Regions from separate parts of the Rattus norvegicus genome. Here region 2 is linked to region 1. Evidence: chromatin contacts called from public Hi-C data. All regions are on one chromosome and are shown on one strand. The core of a region is the stretch at or near the end of the contact, and the rest is flanking DNA. Distances in the headings are between cores, read along the strand shown.

Evidence for each region. A called contact is a pair of places that touch in the nucleus more often than the background predicts.
Region 2: a Hi-C map of hepatocytes shows a contact between it and region 1, with 2.3 times the contacts expected there. The contact joins the enhancer-like site here to the promoter of Ptger3 in region 1. A contact is called at or near these places in 9 of 12 Hi-C or Micro-C datasets (the A7r5 cell line, the Rat2 cell line, Schwann cells and 5 more).

Annotation. Positions count from the first base shown.
Region 1 is chr2:249,263,630-249,267,067 of GRCr8, reverse strand. Ptger3 (prostaglandin E receptor 3) reads right to left here and starts at 1,986. Exons shown (of 3, transcript NM_012704.1): 1 at 1,074-1,986. The coding sequence starts at 1,901.
Region 2 is chr2:249,792,287-249,795,812 of GRCr8, reverse strand. It overlaps a transcript of Lrrc7 not described here. Among named protein-coding and RNA genes, the nearest start is that of Lrrc40, 34 kb to the right of the region's middle. Within about 2 kb of position 1,727, at least 14 of the 93 cell types and tissues checked have an H3K27ac peak or open chromatin away from gene starts, as enhancers often do. A contact at or near this core is called in hepatocytes and liver, where this site is marked.

The DNA of each region.
Region 1 (3,438 bases), core at 737-3,236:
GGAGGAGGGGATCAGAGAAGGGGAGGGAAAAGAGAACAGAGAGGGAAAGAGAGAGGGGGAGGGAGAGGGAGAGGGAGAGGGAGAGGGAGAGGGAGAGGGAGAGGGAGAGGGAGAGGGAGAGGGAGAGGGAGAGGGAGAGGGAGAGGGAGAGGATCGAGTCTACTATGTAATGGTTGATAACTGTGCTGCACTATGGGGATGCTGCTCTGCACATTAAGCCAGGCTCTATGAGTCCTAAGTAAGCATCCATTCTTCAAGAATTAGCAAACCACACTTATCCACAGAAGTTTCTAGCTACAAGTGCTACAGAAGAAAACCTCAAAAGCACCATGTGAGAGTTGGGGATAGGGAGCATGCGGAAGCACAGCTTCCTCTGGGTAGTTCTGTGATGGATAGCATGGGGGGAACCAAGGACCAAGAAACCCTTACCTCCTGTCCCTGGAATTGCAAAGATCTGACATTCCCTCCATAAGGATGGGGGTGGGGCACAAGACCCCAGTGACCACTCACCAAAAGGTGATGGTGTTATTGTGTGTGTGTGTGGGGGGGTTTGTTATTGGAGAGTCCTCCACTTCGGTGTACACACTACCTACCGGCTTCCTAGGGGCTGCAGCAACTCTGCCTTCCGCCCCTCCCTGCAGACAGTAGCTACCTGAGAACCTTTAGCGCTGGCACAGAGCGACAGCGTGCCAAGAAATCGCTGGAGAGGATGGGGTAACCGTGTGGCTGAAGGTGTAGGAGCGCAGACTTGCCTGGCTCTCAGGTACCGAACTGTCTCAGCGGGATTAAAACTAAAACACAAGTTGGGCTTGAGTTGTCATCACATCTCCATTCAAAACACAAAGGGCAAAGTCAGTCTGCACTGGCTTGAGCAACGTCTGCTCACCTCTGTGCGCAGGCTGTTCGAATCTTCACAAGCGCCTGGCAAGCCAGGGCGGACTCAACTGGCTCTTGGAAGCTTCACAAGCGGCTGAGGCACTTGACTGGAGGCTGCAACCCTGGGCTGCAAGAGCAGCAGAAAGTCTCCCTCCATTTACCGCTCGCTACAAGTTCCCACTGTACCAACTACTTACCAATAGCGGCGACCAGCAGACGGACAGTACACACATGATCCCCATAAGCTGGATGGCCGTCTCCGTGGTGATCCGGCCCCACTGGGCGCTGGACTGCGAGGCGGCGGCTTTGGCCCGGCAGCGGGACACCAGGGCTTTGATGGTCGCCAGGTTGCAGGCAAAGGTCACCACCAGAGCCAGCAAGCCTAGACAGGCGAAGGCGGAGGCAAAGGCCACGCTGCCCGGCTCCCGCGCAGAGTCAGTCTCGTTGCCCGCCGGCCCGGTGCTGATGAAGCACCACGTGCCGGGCCACTGCACGCTGTAGCGGCCCACGCCCAGCACAGGCAGCAGCGCGAAGGCGAGCACAGACAGCCACACACCCAGCAGTACCGCGCGCGTGGCGCGAGTCTTCATGTGGCTGGCATACCAGTGCGGCGCACGGATAGCCAGGGCGCGCTCCACGGCCATGGCGCTGGCCACCAAGAGCGAGGACAGTCCGAACACTGTCATGGTCAGCCCGAAGAAGGTGCACAGGCGCCCCGATGGGTCGAGTTGCTCCCAGCGTCGCTGCGACAGGTACACGAGGATGACCACCGGACTGGTCAGGAGCTGCCCCACCAAGTCGGTGAGCGCCAGCCAGCCAATGCACAGCAGGAAAGACTTTTTGCGTTTGCTCTCCCGGCGTCTATAGCTGCGCGACACAAGCAACATGGCCAGCGCGTTGCCCACGAAGCCAGTGACCATCATGGTGATGGGGAAGGCCACGGACACAGAGCCGCAGCCGTCGGCAGCACTTGACTGGTTGCTGTGCGCTTCAACCGAGTGCTCCGGCGCCCACACGCCGGCCATAGTGGCGGGGCCGCGGTAGGGCGCACAGGGCCGGAGCCTCTGGGCTCAGCTGCGGGGTTGCAGCGGAGCGCGCTGGAGGACGGCGGGGCCCGGGGCTCTGCTCTCCATCGCCCGCCGCCGCCCGCGCTAGGCTGCGGGGACTGGACAGGCGTCGCCCGACGCCGCGCGAGGCTCCTCCCGCGCCTTGGAGCTCGAGGGGCGGTGCCGCGAGTGGGCAGGCAAAGGGCGGTGTCAGCCGGGATTACCTGGCGCCGCGCCCCCTAGGCTGCCTCTTCAACTCTGGGACTCTGTAAAGTGCTCAACAGCCTTTGGGTTACATGATACTGTAACATGTTACATGATACATGATAGGCGAAATCTGACATATTAGTATCTGCGTGAATCGCAATGCTGATTTCTTCTCATGTTTGGCTATCATTGAAGTTGATATATATATATATATATATATATATATATATATATATATATAATTTAGGAAATATATTTTTTACTTTATATATTTTTCTATATAGTATATAATTTAGATAGATAGATACCCACAGCTGGGAAAGAATAGAGATAAGCTTGTGTCTTGTCTTCCTCAAACTATTGCCTTATTTACTTTGGACTAATTCCAAACTCATATTGGTAAAGTATTTTTCTAGGATAATGTCAGTTTAAAAGTGCAAAACCAAAACCAAGTAAGCACACAGGTGAGAGCACATATCAAATTCACATTTTCACTGAGGCATTCCAGTGTAATGATATATTTAAATTTTAAGAGCATTTTGGAATTCATACATCAAAGAAAAATTCTTAGTTATATCAAAGAATTGTATATTTATTAACTGACTTATTTACATTATTGTCTCCCTCTCTATGTTCTACCCCAGTGTGTGTGTGTGTGTGTGTGTGTGTGTGTGTGTGTGTGTGTGTGTGTTATGTGAGTGTGAGTCTGAGCATATTTACATTGAGGTCAGACTTCAGCATCGGGTATCTTCCACTGTGACTCCCACCAGCCTGGTAAGGCCTCGCACACCCCAGCCCAGCAGCCAGCTTTATTTTACTCAGGTGTTGGGAATCCCAAATCAGGTCTTCCTTTGAGTGGCTAGCATTTCCCAGCGCCCTAACGCTTACTGAGAATGCCCACCATGAGAACTTGTGTTGACAAAGATGGTTAATCTCTTAACAAAGTTTCAGAAACCCTTCCCTTCTTGAGGCATTTTCCAGTCAGAGTTATCTACGTTTTAGCTGTTAAGCTTGCAAATAAGTAACTTGTAGGTTCTTCTGGTTGATTTCCTGTTGGTTCCTTTGCTATCTGCCTTAGTTCATCTGAAACAACACTCCCCTCTAGTGGCTAAAAGGCTAACATGCACTATTCTATATTAAAGAGTTTTTTGGTTTGGTTTTGTTTTGTTTTGTTTTGTTTCCTCCAAAAGGATGTCCCTACCCCCAACCCCTACCCCACCAGACCTCCCCACTCCCGGGGGGCCTCAAATCTTTTTCGAGGCATAAGTGCATCTTCTCTCACTGAATCAAGATCCGGCAGTCCTCTGCT
Region 2 (3,526 bases), core at 478-2,977, 530 kb before region 1:
GGTTTTTTGTTTGTTTGTTTTACTTCCTTGAGTAGTCCAGGGTTGGGGCAGCAGTAGTAACTTAGGATGCATTCAGATGTGATCACACAGCTACCCTTGATGGTGAAGAGCTAGAGTGACTTAGTGTATCTGTGTATTAAGTTAGGAAATGTTTAGCAGAAACATAGCTGCATTTGAAAACGAGATTGTGCACTTGGGGGCAGAAGCAGGTGGATATTGGAGTTCAAGGCCAACATGGTCTACAGAATGAGTCCCAGGATAGCCGGGGCTAACAGAGAAACCCTGTCTCAAAAACTCCAAGAAAATAAAAAATTAATGAGATTGAGTTTTGAAAATACTTAAAGTATTTCCTGACCTCCAGGTACTACTTTAAGCATTCTAGATATCTAGGTTGGGAGGCACTGAAACACACCCCACAGCTGTATTGGCCAGTAACGGAAAGTCTACTTGTTGTAGAAAGTTGATAGTTCCTGCTCCATGGACACTGTCATCTCTTAAACCAGACTTTAGAATCACCCAAACATTTGGGGAAGTGAAAAACAATATACTTTGTTAAACAGACTGTTCTTTTTTATTTTTAATGGTGTACTGATACATGACAAATGATAAAAGCAACTCCAAGTTGTGTCAGCCACACTAAGGCATCTGACATCACAGAGAATCTCTTAAACAGCCACCAAAGAAATGGAGAGAAGAAATTAAATGTTTGAAAAAAAAATAGAGAAGAGCCTTGGGAAATGGCTCAGTATGTAAGGGGTTGACTGCACAACTATGAGGGCTTACGTCAGGACCCTCAGAAAACATATAAATCTGGGCAGGCATGACAGCCTCCTATCATTCCTTGTCTCAGAAAGCAAAGACAAGTGACAGCGCGCGCGCACACACACACACACAGACACACACACACACACCACACAACAGTGCTAGCTGGATTAGCTCTGACTTCAAATGGAAGGCCCTGCTCTCCTAAATATAAGGTGGAAAGAGATTGGGGAAAATATTTGACAATAACTTTAGGCCTCCCCACAGATACATGCACACATGTGATAAAACCAAAGACACACATGCAGAAGAAAGTGGACTAGAATCTTAGTTCTTAGCACCTTACAGGAGTTCTCATGGTTTGGAACATTCGTCTGTGGGATGGATGTGGTAAAATTCCTATACACAGTAGATGGGTGGCCTCTCAGAGGGGCTCAGGTTTACCCCAAAGAATGATCAGTAACAGCAGCGCTCCATGGGGCTGTCAGGATTAGTCCCTCATTGGATTATTTAATCCTGACCTTCATTGGTGGTAGGAATAGAAAGACATTTAGTCTCCATACACCAGATTTTGTGCTCCAACCTGTTTATCATCCTGAGTGGCCAGGTCCCTCACAGATTCCAGAAGTCTCTGAAGAACTCTGAACATTGTCAAAGGCTTTAGTAAGGAGCTCTAACGGAAGGTTAGAGGAACAGCTAGAGGAAGGTTAGAGGAAGGTCAGGAAGTCACAGCTAAATCAAGGCTTCTAGAGAAATGTTTCGCAGGGTGCTGCTTCAGTCAGATTATTTTCTGTTAGACACTGAAGATCACTTCCTGACCATAGCTTAGCTCCAACTGTCCATACTGCTCAGACTCCATGCCTGGTGAATGTAATGGTCGGTTTTGTAATGTGTATTTGAAAGGTCACTCACTAGGTGAGGGCAAATGAAAGCCGTCGCTATGATTTGGAAATCAGCTCTCAGAAGCGGCTGAGTGACCTCCCTTGGACCTTCTGCATGTGTCATGGTGCATTTTAGGATCTGTCGTAGCCAAGGCTTGTGAAAGTAGCTTTTGGGAAGGAAAAGTAGCTTTTTGGGGAAGCTAGGAGGACAAGGGGAGTGGCTCACAGGAGCACAAATGCAGACTCACAACCCATATCAGGGTTGAAATTGCTAGGTCCTCACTGCCAACTTCCCAGCAGGCTGGCTTGAAGATGACAACAGCTCAGGGAGCCTTTGAGCAAGGGAAGAGAAATAAATTCTTATTTCCCTGAAAACTAAATTCTCAGGTGGTTGCCTGACAGGGGAAAGGGAGGATTTTTAAATCATGGCTTTTGTTGATGTTCTCTGGCTTTTTCTTGGGAGGCTGCTTCAAGCAATAAAGTGAGGTATGCAGTAATCCTGTCAGGTGGTACGCCAGGCTGTAAGTCTTCTGCAGGCTGCCTGCTTACCCACACAATTCACATAGGGGCTGAAAACCTTAACTTATCAGGGAAGGAACTAAGTTTTACAGAGTTCCTTTAACCAAATAGGCTTGCTGCTTTCTTCCTGCATCTGCCAAGTCATTCTGGCCATTTTCATTGATCTCACCAGATGAGTAACATTTTAAATCCCAAAGGCTTAAATGGCAATGTAGAAATAACTCCTTATCATTTTTTTCCAATTTAATTCTTCACTCTTTGTCATATTTTCATTTTCGTGCATTAGTTCCCATGACAACAGGTCTGTTGGCAGAGAAAGTGTAACTCTTAGCGTTGATCACAATATAAATTCCTTTCCAGGCAAGTGCCACCTGAACATGCAAAGACTGGAGTTCTCTTGCTAATGACATCTTCTTACCTCTTATATTGATTTCCTATCCCATCCCCCAGCAAAGCTCTTACAGAAAAAAAAAAAAAAAAAAAAAAAAAAAAAGCAAACAAAAACAAAAACATGCAGAGGCCTTCCAGGCAGCTACAGCTTCAAGGATTTAACCTTTGGGTTCTCATGGCTTCCCCATTCCAAGTGTCAAAAATGTGAATGTGTCTATCAGGGATGTACAGAAGACAACTTTCAATCTCTATCAAAACCACCCGGTGTGTCTGAGGAAATCGACATGCCCTGAAACGAGCCTCACATCAGTGTCTGATGGCGAGAGGAGAGGAGAGGCACTTAAGCAGTTTTCCTCCCAGTAAGTCAATGGCAAAAAGGCCAAGCAAGCTCTAAGCTCTTGAAAAGGAGCAGACTCCGGTGGAAAGCAGGCGACATGCTCCCTGTATGGGGGAGGGGGCTGCTTCGGTTCAGACAATTTGTGACCAAGTGTGTAAGAGCAAGCGATTGCATCAAGCTTGGCCATGTGTGCATACGATCCCAGCAATGGAGGTCAAAGGCAGGAGGATTACAAGTTTGAGGCCAGTGTGGGCTACATAGGAAGGACTAGCACGTAAAAGGCCCACTGAAGCTAAAGAAATGGAATGTAGAGATAAAGGTAAGAGGAATAGGCAGAAAGCCCAACCCCAAGATTAAACGTTTGTTTTAAGCTTTAGGCTCCATCATGGCTTGACATTGGCAGTCCCAACCACTGCTTCAGTATCCAGAAGCAACAGGTCTACCGTCAGAAGGACTTACCCAGATATGTGTAGATTTTTTTTTTTAAAGAAAAACTGATGAATTCAGGGGAATGAAATAGATATTAAATAAAAGGTGGTTATCTCAACTACAGTTAGGAAAAACGATCAAATGTAAATGATCTTTTTGCTTAGTCTTATGAGACACTTAAGCACTAAGCCGCTTGTATAAATGTATT